Linked DNA regions of Mus musculus: all the other regions are linked to region 4. The links are chromatin contacts, called in public promoter capture Hi-C maps. All regions are on one chromosome and are shown on one strand. Each heading gives the region's core, a stretch centred on a gene start, on an enhancer-like site or on the middle of the called end of the contact. The rest is flanking DNA. Distances are from core to core; before and after follow the strand shown. Region 1 holds the start of Myo1e (myosin IE). Region 2 holds the start of Ccnb2 (cyclin B2). Region 3 holds the start of Bnip2 (BCL2/adenovirus E1B interacting protein 2). Region 4 holds the start of Mns1 (meiosis-specific nuclear structural protein 1).

Region 1 (4,280 bases), core at 653-3,152, 2.2 Mb before region 4:
CTCACACTGGCAAAGCAAATAGGCTCACTAGCTCCAGGTGAGCCACCCCCAACCATTTCTTGTTGTCTTCCTACCAGATCATAAAGCCAGCAAGGTGTGTCACGGTTGTGCGTCTTGTGTCTGGCCTATCTCCTGTGGAAGGAATTCAGTTCTTTGCTGCCCGGACAGGGGGAATAGTCACAAAAATTCAAACATGACTTCCTTTCAAATTGGTATGAGATGGCTCAGTGGATAATGGCACTTGCCAAACCTAACCACCCGAGTTCAACCCGGGAACCAACATGGTGGAGGGAGAACCAGTTCCCACAAGTCGTCCTCTGAACTGCATCTGCGCACATGCTCAGAGGCGTGTGTGTGCCTCTCCCTCCTTTAAAAAATTGATGTAATTCAGAAGATTCTTACTCTAAAACGCACAATTCAGCGGTTTTGGGTATAGTCAGCTTTACTACCAACATCAGTACCTAGGGGACATCCTTGGACCACTCCCCACAAGACAAAGCCCCTTTGTTCCATCAGCTGTCCCTCTACACACCACACCTGTCCCGAGCAGCCAACCAAGATCTACTACTCTCTGCAGCATTTCCTACCCACCACTGTAACACACGGAATTGTTCCTCCTGAACTTTGACCTCAACCTCTTTCACATAATTAGGTTTCCTGGGTCCTTCTCTGTTGCAGGGTGTATCAGCATTCGCTCCTTTTCCTGGTTTGGCCATAGTCCTCTGAAGGTATGCACCACATTAAAACAAAGAGCAAAACTCGTCCTAGCCAAGATGATTTGATTTTTTACTATCCGTTGCAACTCTAGGATCCTAGGTTCACGTGAATGGGGACGACCGAATCTCAAGATTTTCTGTGCTCTTTTCTTCCTGAACTCTTCTTCCTCAGATCCTGGGAGCGCAGCCCCGCAGAGGCCCTGCGAGTTTACTTCCTCAGTCTTCCCTTTCACCAGGAGTCAGACTCCCTAATACTGTTTTAGGAATCCCCGTTCCCCTCTCTCCTAGGCTACCTGGCTTCCTGAAACCGGACACCGCGAGGACCAAGGTCTCTGTCTCTCTCTTTTCTTCTTCTTCTTCTTCTTCTTCTTCTTCTTCTTCTTCTTCTTCTTCTTCTTCTTCTTCTTCTTCTTCTTCTTCTTCTTCTTCTTCTTCTCCTTCTCCTTCTCCTTCTCCTTCTCCTTCTCCTTCTCCTTCTCCTTCTCCTTCTCCTTCTCCTTCTCCTTCTCCTTCTCCTTCTCCTTCTCCTTCTCCTTCTCCTTCTCCTTCTCCTTCCTCCTCTCTCTCTCTCTCTCTCTCTCTCTCTCTCTCTCTCTCTCTCTCTCTCTCCCTCTCTCTCTCTCTCTCTCTCTCTCCCCCCCCTCCCTCCCTCCCTTCCTCTCCCTTCCCAAGGAAATTAATTCAGGTACAAAAGACGGGTGGAGGAAGTATTTTCGACTTCCCTCACAATCCAGAAAGAAAAAAAAAAGAGAGAAAGAGAGAAAGAGAGAGAGAAGAAAAGAAAAAGGATTTCCTTTGAGCTGCGACTTTGTGATCTTTTAAGCAGTTAAAAATATTTCTTTAAAAAAAAGAATCTAGGAAAATCATGCGACTTGTGAGTGGGAGCTAAGTCGATGCTAAGTTTCTCCGTAAAGAGAAGCGACAGGAGCGCGGTTTCCTAACCTCCCCAAGTGTTTTCATCCCTTCGGTTTGGGGGTGGCTCCCTGGGGACGGCTAGGACAGCGGCGCGCTCTGCGGGGTAGCGAGGCCGCAGGACTACAGGATCCAGAGGCCTTTGTAAACTCTTGTAGTTCACGCTTGTTGGCTACCTCGGCTTCCCTGAGGAGTGACGCTGCGAAAACAAATTCTGATTGGTCAGGCCTGTGCTGAATTCTCCATTTATGGACAGATTGCCCGGCCCGAGCCCAGCCTGAGCCAGAGAAGAGTTCGGATTAAGTGTTAAGAGAAAGCGGGTCCAGGCAAAGCAGTTGGACAAGCAATCCCGCAGAGCGCATCAGGGTGCATCTCTAGACAGTTGGGGATCGCCAGGTCTGAGTGTGCACCGGGTCTGCTAAGTTTTGCCTTCACCTAGCGTTTCGGATCCCGCCTGGATGGAGTCCCTCTTGGATTTCCATTGGCTCCTGTGAGTGCTTGGGTGTCGGGAGCTTGTTTTTTGGCGAAGGGAACCAACTTTTGAAGTTCGCCCAGGAGACCGCGTTCCAGCCTCAGTGCCTAGGCAGCGGGACCCGGCGGAGGCGCGACCGCGGCGGGAGTCACCATGGTGAGTTGGCTGCGCCGCGTCCCAGGACGCCTGACCCTGGGATGGGGCAGGAAGCCCCGGAGCGGGCACCTACCTTGGGCAAGCTGCCCAGGCCAGGGGGTGGAGAAGGTGGACGCGGGAGTGTGCACTTCTGGAGCGCTGATTTCCTGCTGTTTGCTGTAAACCGGGTCTTAAACGGGAAGAGGGAGAGAGGAGGGACAAGAAAAACTCTCTGGAGTGACTTTCTGCGCCGCGAAAGTTTTGGTGCCAATGTTGTTGTGGCTGCCAGCTGTCTGAAGCTTGAGAGTGGGCACGTCTGTTTTCACCGGCACAGCCGTGGGACCGGAGACTTTTTTCTCCTCTAGAGAAGGTGAGGGGCACGCCTGTGTCCCTCGGGTCCTCTCCCCTGGGCAGGCACTGGCGTGAGCTCCCTGGCAGGCTGATCCCGCAGTTGTTCTCCTGGCATTGGGGAGGACCTAGGCAGCCCCGCCTGCGCTGGTGATGGGCCGAGCGCTGCACAAAGGCAGGCAGGGGCGCCAGGTACTGCGGAGCACCTGGCGGTGGCCCGGGCTGCAGGGACTCTGACGACAGCGCGCAGCGGCAGCCAAACTGGCCGGGAGCCCAGGCCTGTAGGGTCCCTGTGTAGGGTAAACACCTCCTGAGGAGGGCCCCACCCGGTCCCCAGCTCGAGAGGACCGCCACCCTCTCGGAGATCGTTCCTGGTTTTGTTCTTTCCCACTTGGTACTTGGGGGAGTGTCTGGGTTGGACAGCCTCTCTGTAACTCATTTGAGACTAAGTCCCCAGCCCAGCCACCCTCCTCTCTCAATCCCAAATAACCTTAGCCACATCCCCTGGGCTTTGCCGTGGTGTGGCTTTCCTACTGAAGGACAAAAACAAAGATTGAATTTTAGAGACATTGCCAGCCACCCGGACCGAAAGGGGGGGGACTTTAAAAACTTAAAAAAAAAACTTTTAAAAGGTTTTAGAAGGCTTCAAAGTTTCCACACTTGCTTCGTGGTGGAGGAGCTTGTCCTCCTGGCTTTCTCATTGTTTACTGGCGGTGAGGGTGAAGCTTACTAAAAAAGATGCCTAGCATAGCGCTGGCTTGAGAAATCTGTATCCCAGATCCCCAGCGCCAAGCATCCGCAGCGCACGCCCGGGTAGAACCCACATTCAGTTCACAAACAGTCCTTGCCCCCCCGCGCTGTTTATTCAAAAGAATGATTTTAAAAACAAACGAAACCTTTAAAGGGCATCCTGGCCCCAAGCTTTTACTTTCCACATAGTTCAAAATTATGTCACCTTTGCCCCTGAGAGAGAATACTTCATTTATAAATAAGCTTCCCCCGCCAGTTTCGAGGTTTCAGAAGTCAGTCCACCCTCATGGTGTGCCTCATGGGTGGAGTTTCTCCAGCCTCTGACCGCTTGAACTTGAACAGTGATAGTCCTGGTGCCTAAGAATTGCTGTAATTACTTTCCGTGGTTCAATATTTCTAAAAAAAACCCAAAATCAATGTGTTTATGGCCAAGGACTTAAAGAATTTTACTGTATGTAATTGCTTAAGTGCTACCTTGAGAAAAATCCTTTGTTAAACTCACTTTTTTTTGGCTGCGTAGACCCTAAATTAGCCTGTGATGCCCTTTCCAGAGACGTGGGAAAACACGCTCAATTTGGCTCCTTGCAGTTGGGGTAGTTTATTTGGTCCATCAGATGTGGAGGTGTGTCTTAGAGTCCCTTTCTTGGTTGATTTATCAGGGTAGACAGGGTGTAGTCACCTCCTCCTGGGTTCCCTGCCAACAGCACAGATGGGCATGTTGTGGGCCACTAGGAGGCTATCTGTGCATCAGATATGGTTGCCCGGGCCACAATTTACTGCCCGGAAAAGTTGAAACAGCTGGCTATCCTTAAATAGATGTGCCATGGACAGAAAGAACTCTAGTATCTAGAGTCATTTGGACAAAGTTAAAGGAAATGTGTTTCTTCCATGACTTGGAAGTTTGAGTGGGCTTATCAGCTGTGTGAAGTCACCTTAGAACAGGTACC
Region 2 (4,456 bases), core at 1,954-4,453, 2.0 Mb before region 4:
GCTTATTACTATATCTTGGCACCCAGAAATATCTATCTCATAGTAATTATGTAGGAGAGCATGTATACACTTGAACCTATGAGAAACGGGTAAGCCACCAAGTCCTTTAGCTCGGGACTCTAACTCCAGCTGAGCTACTCAGTCCTAGAGACCACCATTAATGTGGAATTGAGGCATCACCAAGTTGGGGACTGGGGAGATGACTCGGTGGTTAAGAGCACTGGCTGCTCTTGCAGAGATCCAGGTTGGTTCCTTAGCATCCATGTGTCAGCTTGCAACCATCTGTAACTTCAGTTACAGGGGATCTGATGCCTTCTTTTTTTCCCCCAATAGGGCACCGGTCTCAAACCCAGCGCTCAGACATATATGCAGACAAATCACCCATACACATGAGATGGAAAGGAAAGGCTTTGATTGCATGCGGTGAAGTCAGGACCTCCTACCTTGGGAGCTAGCGCCTCCATCTGCACTGGTTTCACAGAGGCTGTGGGTTTCGGCTGCTTGTTGACATTTGTCACTTTGGTGGGCAGAGCTGGTACTTTGGTGTTCTGAGGTTTCTATAAAGGAAGATGACCAGTGAGCAGTGCAGGATGACCAGCGTAGCCCCTGTACAGTGTGGCCCTCCACACATGCCATCTTGTCCTTGTTACCTTCGCCACCTGAGTGGTTCTGTTTCTAACTTTATTTCCAATTTCTTCTAAAACTGCCCGCCGGATAGTCACATGGCTCTTGGCTTTAGGAATAACTTCTGTGTCAATATTCTTCAAATCACTGGACACCTTAAAACAAAACATACAAAAAGACCACACCGACAACAAGCAAGCAAACAAACAAACAAACAAAAAAAAAAGCCATTAAATACAGAAAAAAATGAAAAACACCTACCTACATAATGTCAAATACTCAAAAGTCAGAGCTACCCTGGTAAGGTGAATATGCTGACATCTATTTTAAAAGGAGAAGGTAGAACTGGAGATGGCTCTCAGCAGTTAAGAGCATTAGCTTCTCCTGGCTTGTCGTGCTGTGGACTGGGTTCAATTCCCAGTATTCACATGGCAGCTTACAAACTGTAGCTCCATTCCAGGGGATCTGACATACTCTTCTGGCCCATGAACGGACTGCACACATGATGTACTCTATTTATGCACTTCAAACAAAAGCTTAATTTGTTTGGTTTTTCAAGACAGGGTTTCTCTATAGCCCTGGCTGTCCTGGAACTCATTCTGGAGACAAGGCTATCCTGGAAGTCGCTCTGGAGACCAGGCTGGCCTCAAACTTGCAGAGTTAGGTTTTGGTTTTTGTCTTTAAATTTAATTATTTTTTATGGGAAAAGGTACATTTAAAGAAATCTAAAAATGCTATTTGAAATATCACTCTCCATTAGGCAAACACCCACTGCCTTACCAATAAAACAAAGATCTTTTTACTGATCTTATAAATTGTTTTGCATATTCAAGCAGTTTTCAAGCGACACCAAAGCCTCCCACCTAAATGATTACTTCTTATAAGTAACCTGCGTCTGCTGTTAAGAGATCCCTGTCGGTTCTCTTAGAAACTTCCATTCACACAGTATAGCTGCAATGATAAAGAGCTTTGATACCAATAGTTAATGATAGCCCAGCTGTTTAAAACTCCATGTTTCAGACTTCACACCAGCTTGGGTTATAACGCCAACCAAAGAATAAGAAATAGCACTTCCAAGGAAAGCCCTTCAGAAACAGCTTCCTATAGCATAGACTCAAATTAAGGACATTCCCAATGACAACAGGATGGGGAAGTCATTTTACCTCTCAAGTATTGGGAGAGTCAGACTTGAATGAAAACGAAAAAAAAAAAAAATAGTGTTACTTGAAATTAATTGCCTTCATCTTGAATACAGTTAAGAAACAAGGCTTGCTATTCATACCCCAAAGTTTACAGTGTGGTACAATAACAAGTATTCCATGAGAAAAAAATATTTAACTTTCTGAGTGTTGGGGGAGGGGGGGAACTAATCCTACAAAACAAACAAAAAAACCTCTCCAAAGGTTGGGGTTTTTTTGTTTTTTTTTAAGATGACCTGTGTAGGATAGACCAGATAAACTGTACCCCATCCCTACACAAGACTTTAACTGTTAAATAATTTGAAAGAACAAATTAGACAAAAATTAACTTGTTAGTGGCAGTTAGAGCTACAAGACATGAACCCTGACTGTATGTTCCTCATTGTTTAGGATTCTGATCCCCAAATCTAAGCTGTTCGGTCTTTACTGCTAGCTTCCCACGGCTAAATTCAAAATGAGTTTGAAAGTTCAATTTCTTATGAGTTAAAGCCTGGTAATGAGGGGTACCCCTGAATTCACTGGGAAGAGGAATTGGAGGCTTTTAACTAGCCAGGACAATGGCAGCAGCTGTGTCGGGGGCCCTCTTGTTTTCAACTAAAGTAGACCGACCCTAGTACAATTAAAGCCTAAAAGTCAGTAATACTTTCATTCTCAAAAAGGTAATTAAAGGAATTTGGCCTTTTGCCCAACTGTCTGCCATCCTAGGATCCAAGTTTTGTACGTTTCCTCTTACACTTGGGTGTTTTTGTTTTTTGTTTTTTGCTTTTTTCGAGACAGGGTTTCTTTGAATAGCCCTGGCTGTCCTGGAACTCACTCTGTAGACCAGGCTGGCCTCGAACTCAGAAATCCGCCTGCCTCTGCCTCCCAAGTGCTGGGATTAAAGGCGTGCACCACCACCGCCCAGCACTTAGGTGGGTATTTGTTTTCATTTTGTTATTTCTGTTTTTTTTTTTTTTTAAGAGGACAAAACCACACTTTAATGACCTTGGCCAGGAAGGCAGTATGAAGACGCGAATGGGAAGCTCACACGAAGCAAACTGAAAAATGTGAAAAGTAGAGAAATGGCACTGGGCGGCTTCCCGGTTCCTCCCGGTCCTCATCCCCAGCGCAGCACAGCCCTGAGTGGTAACAGGAATGAAGACCCCAGGCCGGGCCTCTGGACCGCTTTAGCTCTGCCAGGGCCTCTCCGGCAGCCTCCCGGGCTACCCGGCAGGACAGGGCACCGTAGCCCCGGCGCACTCACCGTCGGGCGTCGGAGCAGCGCCATGAGGGCCGCCCTGGCAAGTGCGGACGAGGCACAGCCACTCCGGTCTGCGACACCGTTGGGAGGGTCAGGGCCCCGCCGCTCCGCGTCCACCGCCCGGTCCGCGATTCAAATACCGCGCCGCTGACGCACTATTGGGTAGACGCACGCAGGGCGCGCGCAACCCATTGGCTAGACTGGAAGGCCTTTCTGCACGTTGATTGGCTGGCTTGTATTTGCTTGTCATAGCAACCAGCGAGGCCACCAGGCTTTGTTGTTTCCTTGTCTACAGTCTTATTTTCAAATTCTAGTCCCTGATATTAAATAAAATAATTTTTCCTCCTACTGGAAAAGATTGTCTTAATTTTAGGGGTAGGAGTGGGGAGCCATCACCTAAGGACATATGTCTTTAAAAGTTTGTTCTGGGTTAGGTAGAAGTGGGTTCCAGAGAACTTCCTGGAAATGCTACTTCTGACCTTACTTCCTCTTCCGGAAACGTCTACCTGGGAATTTGGATTGGAATGGTCTGGCAAATGAAGCCATCGTCTCCAGGTCGTTCAGGGCTACAAGATGATTGTGACTCGGATGTGTACTGTATGTGGTCTTCCTAAAACAGATCCCCAGCAGAGTCATAATTCAAACTAGACGTGATTTGTGTGACTTCCAGCACAATACAGTAGAACTCAGAAACTATTTGTCAAATGACGGTGTGATGTGCACAAGATTTCAAAAGAAAAATAATGAGTATCCCAAGTTGTGAACAGTGAGAGACAAGACAGAAAACAAAAACAAAAACAAAAAACAAAACCAGAATATTACCCTGGGGAAAAGACTAGGTAACAACACAGAAAATGGTGCAGTGCCAGCAGAACGACTTGAGATCAGGCTACCCCATCAGTCTTGTTCAAGTCCCTTCTATTGGGAAATAATAAATGCTCCCTCCCCCTTCGCCCAAATCTGACATTTCCAATCTGAGTCTAAAGGAAGAACCAGTGTTGTCCAACACTCCCACCTGAAAAGACAAGGTGGCAGTACTACCCCTCGACCTAAATTACACATGGATATTGGAAACCAAAGGAGCAGAAATAACTATTTATATCCCATTAAGTTCTCTCAAGTACCTGCTAAAGGAAATGAAAGTTCTGTGGCTGCTGACTCTTGGTCCATCATCCTTACAATCACAGAGGTTACGCATAGCTTTCTCTTTCTTGGGAAGCTTTGGTTTGGATTGGGGAAGAAAATGTGCTCTGCAGTTTGTACTATTAGCACATGCTTGTAATAATTCCAGTTACTTGGGAGGCTAAGGCAGGAGGATTTTTTTTTTTCCTGAGACAGGGTTTCTTTGTATAGCCCTGGCAGTCCTGGAACTCACTCTGTAGACCAGGCTGGC
Region 3 (4,396 bases), core at 1,832-4,331, 2.4 Mb before region 4:
AGTCCGTGCAGGTATGCAGGGAGGCTAGAAGGGGATGCTGTAGCTGTGGAGAGGGAGTTACAGTTAGCGCACTTGACCTGGCTGCTGGGAACAAAAGCAGTATGAGTGCTTAATGCACTGAGCCATCTTTCCAGCCCTTTTTACCACTCACAAAAGCCATTTCAAGGAGTGCAATGCGTGCTTTTAGAACAGATTCATGACATGTCCCAAGGGTGGAGAAGGACTAATGGTGGGAACAGAAGATCACAAAGCTGAAAGGAACAATCTGAGAAGCTGAGTGCCGTGGAGTGGGAAGTAGAACTCACTCAGGCTTCCCTAAGGAAGCCAGGCAGAAAGGGGAGACAGACGGAAAAGATTATACCAAGATCACAGGCTGGACAGACGGCTCTGCAGGTAAGAGAACTTGCTTTCTTGTAGATGATCTGGAGTCCGTACCCAGCACCCACATGGCAGCTCACAACCACCTGAACGTCCTCTTCCAGGGTATCTGATACCCTCTTCTGGTCTCTGCAGGAATCAGGCAAACACACAGCACACAAATACACATGCAGACAAACAGTCATACACATAAAATAATCTTTTAAAAAACTACTAAATATTGCCTCCAAAGTTTGTAAACACAAGGTTGAAATAGTATTTAACACACTTAGATACATTGGTTTAAAGGTATTAGATATAAGTTAAAGAAAAATATATCAAATATATAATCTGAAAATGTATCTAGTGTACTACTTGAAAATAAGTTAGTCCGTTTTTCTGATTTTTTGAATATTTTTTTAAAATGTTTTTAACTATGAAATATGGAACTACTTGAATGGTAAATAAAAATTTGGTAGTAAATATAATGTTGAAATTTAAGCACAGGGTGCAATCCCTATACTTGGGAAGTAATGGCAGGAAGGTCGGGAGTTCAAAACCAGGTTCAGCCACATGCAAGTTGGAGGCTAGCCTGAGATGCACAAGATCCTGTCTTTTAAAACTGTGAAGTGAATGAATGAATGTGATGAAATTCAGTTATAAATATGAAAAGGAATTTCTGATATATTTCCAAAACAAAACAGGAAGGGTAACTCAGTGGCAGAGTGCCTGCATGAGGTTCTAAAAATAAATTTAAAGGTTTTTAAACAAAAAAATTTATAAACTTAATCATTTGATTAAACTACATCCACTAATTTTTAAAAAGACATGCAATGAATAAAAATAAATTCAAATCTGAAAGTGATCATTCATAATGATAGTCTTTTTGGTTTATCCACAGTTTCTAATGTTTTAACAGTAAAGATAAATAGTTCATGAAAGGAAAATGTTGCAGAGTATCTTACTCAGAACCAAACATTGAATCAAGTCATGTTCTGTTACTAAAATGAGGAAACTCAAGACCACAAAAACCTCACTCTCTGGCATGATTGCAAACGATTTTCTGCCACCGTGTGGGGAACTCTGCACACTGCAGAACTAAAATACAAATTGGAACTCCGGAAAAATCTGTAACTGGAGAGAAAATGCTTCCTGTGGCCAAGTGGTTTAACTAAAACTTTGTGGATCTGTTTGTCATGTTTCCCCCTCCAGCAATTAAGAAAATTGCTAGGGGAAATAATACTAACACAGATGATAGCAACATTCCAAGCGCCCATCTCAGATACATGTACTGTTCTGTCTCAAAAGCCCCATGAGGCGGGCATTATTTTTTTCTCCATTTTATAGGTAAGTCACAGAGCTCTTAACTCTCTGCCAACAGAGAACAAATCTAAACTGTATCTCTAAAGAACTGTGTTTTGGATCCATTTAAAATAGTTTTGACTTCACCATTCCTTTTAGGAGTAATAGGCTTGCCCAAATAGTTACCTACTAGCTCTCTGGACAGGTTGAGCACGTTCAACTTCTAAGAGGGATGACCTTGCCCTCCAAAATAACAGCCCCTTGAAGCTGCTTAAAAGGACAGCTCATAGACGGAAGCCATTCAAAAAAATTGTTAATGGCCCACACAGAAAAGTACAGAAGTTGAGATCTTTTGAGAATTTTTTATTGGTTATTTTATTTATTGACATTTCAAATGTTATCCCCTTCCCAGTTTCCTCTCCACAAACCTCTTATCCCCTCCTCCCCCTTTTTGAGGATTTTTTTTTTTTACGACAGCCAATTTTAGGACTGTTGACTGTGATAATAAAATATTTTACATTTACTGACTTCACTTTTATTTTCATTTTTTCTACGTCATCAAGATAGGACCCACAAATAACTGGGAAAAGCATGTTTTAAAGCAATAGTTCTAAACTTTCCTAAAGCTGGGACCCTTTAGTACAGTTCCTCATGTTGTGGAGACCCCCAACCACAAAATTACTCCGTTGCAACTTCAGAACAGTAATATTGCTACAGTCGTGAATCGTAATGAAATTTCCTATGATCTCGGGACCTTCGGAAGGTCCGGAGTTCAAATCCCAGCAACCACATGGTGGGAACGGAAAGTTCAGATAATAGAGTGCCTACCTAGCAGCAGTCAGGAAGCCCTAAGTTGTCTCTATCTCTACCACAATGTGGTAACAATCATGTAGATAATCTCAGCTCTCTGGAGACTGGGGCAGGAAAATTAGTTTTCAAGGTTATTTCAGATACACTGGAAGGAATTCAAGGCCAACTCGGAACACAGGAGAGGAGTCTGGGGAGGAGAGGGGTGGGGTACTTATTACTCTCTCAGAAGCATTACTGGAGAGAAAAACTATTCACGTCGGAAAATTCTATCAAAGTAGATTCTTCTAGGACCTGGCTATCGTACATAAGACATCGACTATTTTTCACCCCCTTTTCATTCACTCTGTAATATAGTTAATATAATGTCAAGTAAAGGAAAACAGAGAGAAACGAATAGCTCTTTCAAGACAGCGAGGTTAGGTCCCTACAGTAACGTTAAGTGCGTGAGCCTTAGAAAGCTGCGCCCTCCTCCTCCCTCGCCAGCAGCAAGCCAAAGCCTTAGCTGGCCCGGGACAGAAGGGCTCACGGCTGCGCATGCGCAGAGAGGAAGCCCGCCGAGGATTTTAGGAAAACGCCCCGCCCCCGCTTCCTCCCTCGGCCGCGCCCGGCGCCGGTCCGGAGGTGGTCACTTCCGCCGGGGCGTACGCACTGAATCCGGGTCAGCTGCAGCCGCCCGGACTGCAACTAAGATCGTCCGGGAAAAGCTGGGCCCCGTCTCCACAGCCGACCAAGGGCAGCGGGCTCTGCCCGGCGCCGCTTTCTGCGACCTGGCCGTCAGCCCCACGTCGCCGGCCTGGAGGGGCAAAGAGGACGAGGGGGCCGCGGCTTCCTCCGGGGTGAGCACGGCTTGGGTAGCGGGCCGGGCTACGGCACAGCCGGAGGGCTGCGGGAGGATCGGCCAGGCCAGGCGGGGGTGGCGGCCGTGGACTGGCGCGTTCGCGTTCCGGGTCCGAGCGCTGCCGGGCCCCGCCCTGCCTCGGACGCTGGTGCCAGGCTCTCGCCCCCTTCCTTTTTCCGTCTGTGGCCCGAAAGCCTGGAGCGGAACCTCCCGGTTCCTGGCTTCCCCTAGCCTCGTTTGTTCCGTGTTCCTAACCGGCGTCAGTCCAGAGCAGAACAAAGAAACTTGGGCGTGTAGTGCACCCCATAGCCTCGGGGGGATGGACGCAGACAGCATACACAGACAGCATCCTATAAGTCATCAGGGCTCTCTTGAACCTTCCTGAGTGTGATATCCTATTGTAGGGTGTGTACGTCAATGCCTGATCCTTGGCTGTTCTCAGACACTTAACCTCTTCATTTAAATACCGGCTAGGATGCTTTGGATTGCTGTATGCATGCGATGCCACTGGAGAATTCTTCCTAAGTCTGTTCACGTTCAAGCAGAAACTTATTTGGATCTATATTACGTTACTTCGAAACTTCCTTTGTCCTAGGAACTCTATGAGGACACAACTTTTGCAGTGTTTATCAAAGTATTTCTATAAAAGTGCCTTTCATCTGCAATTGCATCTTAGTATTGCTTTCTTTTGCGTCACTTTTAATTAGGATGTTTTCCCTTATACTTGAATTCCCATCTTCAATGAAATGCACGTTTTCTTATGATTTATTAGAATCCTTTAATTGTAGAGGGTTTTTTTTCTCAAAGGTTTTTTTTTTTTAATGTGTCTTGTCATGTGGTATAGGCGACTGCAGAGGGCATCGGAACCCCTGGAGCTGCTAGCATTATAGGCTGTTGTGGTGGGAACCGAAATAGGCTCCTGTGAAGAGCAGCAAGCATGCTTAACTACTGACCCACTCCTCTAGCCTTCACTTGTAGAAACTCTGTAATTCATGAGTGGGTGTTCCTTCAAAGTTAGAGTTGAAGTTATCTAGTTTAGTTACCCATACATGAAGTTACCAATGTTTGGTTGCCTCGCACATTATTTTT
Region 4 (4,045 bases), core at 377-2,876:
GAATGCACACGTTAGTTGCAGCTCCATTTACAGTAGTCAAGTCCTGGTTATATCCTGTGTCCATCAGTGAATAAATGGACAGAAGAATAAGATTCAACCACAGGGAAAAACAAAGTCTTACCATTTCTGACAGTGTGGATGGAACTGGAGAGATCAGCTGAAATAATAATGGTGCTACAGATATTGCTCTGCCAGAGTGGGGCTGGGGAGATGGCTCAACGGTTTGGAGCGCCGCCTATTCCTGCAGATTACCCGGAGTTTGGGAACCAGCACCCACATGACAGCTCCAGTAACCTACCTCCAGGAATTTCTAACTCCAGTTCTAGGGGAGCTGATAACATCTTCTGGTCTTTGTGGGCATCAGGCACATAATGGCGCATAGACACTTTATTTACGTAAAGTTAAATCTCAAAAAGTTCTTAAGAAAAAAAGATAAAGTATGATTGTGAAAACACGTAGAGTCTTTAACAATGTTGATTTCACAGAAACTGTAAGCAGATTGGTGATGACAGGGGCTAGGGCAGGGGGAAATGGCGAAGGGCTAGACTGCAGTTAGCAAAATATAGTCAGAAGTACAGGGGTGCACAGCCAGGTGGGGGTGTAGGATGGTAATATGCTGTACATTACAAAAAAAAACCACACAGAGGAAAAGATTGTTTAACCCTAAAGAAATATTTTGATGTTTACTGATTTAAATATTATACAATGCACCAGGATGTTCCATGATATTCCACAAGACACAATTTTTGGTTTTAATGTATTAGCTAAAATTTAAAGTTACACAAACCACATTCTTAGTAGAGTTCCAAGGGATTGTTAGCTGCATCCTAAGTCCAAGAATGCTTTGCATTATATGCTTTGCCCCACAGTCAGTTTCATATATGATTTATTTTTGGTTTTTTGTTTTTTTTGAGACAGAGTTTCTCTGTATAGACCTGGCTGTCCTGGCTCTGTAGACCAGGCTGGCCTCGATCTCAGAAATCTGCCTGCCAAGTGCTGGGATTAAAGGCGTGCGGTGACTATTATCATTATTGTTACTAATGAATATGGGGGGGGGGGTCTAGACCACAGTGGGTGGTGCCATCCCTCGGCACGTGGTCCTGGCCTTAGAGAGCACTGGGATTGCAAGTATGCATCCACACCTGTTCCGTTCCGTTTTCACGTGCTCTCCAGTCTCACACTCCGCTAGCGATCCAGTGGCTTCTGTTCCAGGTAAGTAAATAGGTCTCGTCCGTGTCTCTAAGTTCTCAAAATATTTCATCTCTAAAATGAGTGTATCAGGGATGGAGCAATGGCTCGGTAGGGGGCCCTGCTGCTCTTTTGGAGGGCCCAGCACCCACGTTAGGCAACTTGCTACCGACTGAGGATGGTAGAGGGGCACCATCCCTCAGTCCACTGCAGTGACAAGTCCGAGCTTATTGGGGTTCCTTGGGGCTTTAGCTGGGCTCCAGACCGCAGAGATTAGCTCCCTTCGGATGTAAACGGCTCCCGCTAGGGCAAAGCGTCCGAACTTCGCGCTTTTGGCTTGGTCCTATGGAAGGAGCGCTCCTGCCTGGCAACGAAGACTCTCCGTGCTGATTGGATATTGTGCCAGCCAATGGGAGGCCGCGTCCCTCTTGGGCGGGCGGTGCATTTTTGGCGGTTGCCGGGACACAGCTTAAACTTAACCCAGCGTGCACAGGTATCCGCTGCCGTGGCTGCTGCTCCGGAAGACGCGTTTGCAACTGAGGCAGAGACCCATCCTGCCGGAGGAGGAGGTTTAAAGCCAACCGAGATGGTAAGCAGCTCGGAGGCCGGGGGAAGGGTCGGTCAGGGACTTTCAAACTGTTTATTTGTAGTCTTGAGCTCTCTGAAATACAATTTGAAGTGCGTAATCCGAGAGGTCAGTGAGAAACTTCGATTTGCTTACTAGAAGGTTCTGGGTTTTTTTTTTTTTTTTTTTCCAGGAACACTCCAGGCATTTCTGCACCTTTCCCCCTCTCATCGAAATAGATACATCTTTAAATCTGCTCTGTTGTGGGTGGGGGGAAAGGCAACTCTCTGGTGGTAAAGCTGCAGCTGGAGAGCATCCGCATCGCACTCACTGACGCTGTTGAATTTTAATTTAACTTTTCCTGCTTCCACTACAAAACAGGGACTATTAGTAGTACTCAATCAGTACGCCGTTAAGTTTACATTATCATATTTAAATATTAATTAGTATATCCTGAATTAAAGCCAAAGACCTTTTATACTGTTACCTATTTTATAGTGTTTATTATAGGGATTTTCAGCAGTATCTTTTTGAAAGAAGAATATTGAATTCTGTGTATTTCCCTTTCCCCCTCGCACTTGTAGGCGACCAAAAAGAGAGCTTTGAGCTTTAGTGAAAAGCATCAGAAGTTAGTAGATGAAAAATTCCGCAAATCATTGAACATACAAGTCATGAATAAGTTAGAGAGGCAAGCCAAGAACCAAGTGGTGCAAAATGAAAACGACGAGAAGGTGGAACGCCAGAGGTTCCTCAGAGTGCTGCAGAATGAGCAGTTTGAGCTCGACATGGAAGAAGCCATCCAAAAAGTAAGTTGCAATGTCCTTGTTAGTTTTCTTTCCTTGGAAAAGGTGAAAGATGGCTGTCAGCCCTGCCTGGAGTTGAGGAAATACAGAGAGCTGGGAACTGACTGAATCCTTTGGAGTCCTGGTTATTTTAGCTGAAGAACGTGGTGTCAGTTGGTCAGTTTGCATGCTTTTAACAACGAGCAAATCGAAAGACTTTAGAATAGCATTTGGCAAGAATATCCATTTTTGTTTTTAAACATAAGCATGAAATCCGTAATTGTTAACATCACAGTTTTGTTTATGTGAGTGCAACCGTGTTGCCTTCTCTACATTTCTAATAAGAAATTTAAGAAATTCCTTCCTTTCTAAAAATTCATGACGTTAAACATAGACACTATTAAAGTGGTAGGAGATGGACATATGTGTGAGATGTACACTTACTCATATTTTTAATTTTTGAAGAATTCAGTTATTGAATGCGTGTGTTTACATCCTGCTCTGCTGGCTAAATCTATCATGAGTATTTCTAAATATTTTTTAGGAGATTGCAGTAGAAGAGGAAACAGACAGGAAGTGAGACAAGTGAATTTTCTCCTAAGTGTGAAAAGAACGTCCCCTGTTTTGTTGTGTTTTGAGCACTAGCGTGCGGTTATGTCCAGGATTTTGAGGGTGGATCTGGAAATAGCAAAAGAAAGGCTTAAAAGTGTGTCGGCTTCCTTCTGTCCTAAGTTCCAGTAGCATAGACCTGACCCTTTAATTCTGAACAGGAAAACCCTGGCCTCCCATCTTTTTATTCTTATTATGTCTTTAAGGAAACTCCCATATACCCTAACTCTGCCTAGCAACCATTGGTCTATCTGATGAAGTGGGGATGTTTTCTTTCGAGTGTTGTTCTGATGTCATCTTCTCATGATAGATGCCTCTAAGCAAAATTCTGTACTATGCTGAAATCTGTCCTTAGCGTTGGCTTCTTTTAATCAGGACCAGGCAAGGTTCATACAGCGTATATAGTTTTTATGGCCAATGTTTTGTTAATATGAACTTCATCGATGCATCCTTTATTAACTTCCTGTGTTTAACCTAATGAAGATATCAGGCCTGTTATCTTCTAGATGCGTGTGGTTTTATATCTGTCTGGTTTCTTTGGTGTGTGCCTTTATCTTTCCCATAGTCTCAAAAGGCAGTTAGCCAGGAAGACTTGATTAGATTGCAGTTCATCTTATACTGGGGAGGAAATAGTGACTTTTTTAATGAACTTGTTTCTGCATATGTTGGGATTATTTTAAAGTTTTGTCCTCTTTGATTTTTTATTTTCTCTTTAAAAATATGTCTTTTTTTTTTTTTAAATATCTTTATGGGGCGGGAGCAATGGCTCATCAGTTAATAGCACTTGTTACTTTTGCAGAGGACCCAGGTACAGTTCTCAGCACCCACGGGGCTGTCTGTAACTCTCTTTCCAGGGGTTACCACACCCTCTTCTGGTCTCTGTGGGCACTAGGCACACACA

The links. Promoter capture Hi-C pulls out the DNA fragments that hold promoters and counts their contacts.
Region 1: a contact with region 4 is called in a promoter capture Hi-C map of liver, with 3 times the contacts expected there. The contact joins the promoter of Myo1e here to the promoter of Mns1 in region 4. A contact is called at or near these places in 2 of 39 promoter capture datasets (liver and pre-B cells).
Region 2: a promoter capture Hi-C map of erythroid cells shows a contact between it and region 4, with 19 times the contacts expected there. The contact joins the promoter of Ccnb2 here to the promoter of Mns1 in region 4. A contact is called at or near these places in 2 of 39 promoter capture datasets (erythroid cells and pre-B cells).
Region 3: a contact with region 4 is called in a promoter capture Hi-C map of erythroid cells, with 34 times the contacts expected there. The contact joins the promoter of Bnip2 here to the promoter of Mns1 in region 4. A contact is called at or near these places in 5 of 39 promoter capture datasets (erythroid cells, hippocampal neurons, liver and 1 more).

Annotation. Positions count from the first base shown.
Region 1 is chr9:70,205,448-70,209,727 of GRCm38.p6, forward strand. It overlaps Myo1e (myosin IE), which reads left to right and starts at 1,903. Exons shown (of 28, transcript NM_181072.3): 1 at 1,903-2,256. The coding sequence starts at 2,254. The region is part of intron 1 of Gm26849 (a long non-coding RNA gene); the gene reads right to left.
Region 2 is chr9:70,418,351-70,422,806 of GRCm38.p6, forward strand. It overlaps Ccnb2 (cyclin B2), which reads right to left and starts at 3,204. Exons shown (of 9, transcript NM_007630.2): 1 at 3,067-3,204; 2 at 651-779; 3 at 444-557. The coding sequence starts at 3,090.
Region 3 is chr9:69,986,385-69,990,780 of GRCm38.p6, forward strand. It overlaps Bnip2 (BCL2/adenovirus E1B interacting protein 2), which reads left to right and starts at 3,082. Exons shown (of 11, transcript NM_016787.4): 1 at 3,082-3,305.
Region 4 is chr9:72,436,903-72,440,947 of GRCm38.p6, forward strand. Mns1 (meiosis-specific nuclear structural protein 1) reads left to right here and starts at 1,627. Exons shown (of 10, transcript NM_008613.3): 1 at 1,627-1,777; 2 at 2,338-2,559. The coding sequence starts at 1,775.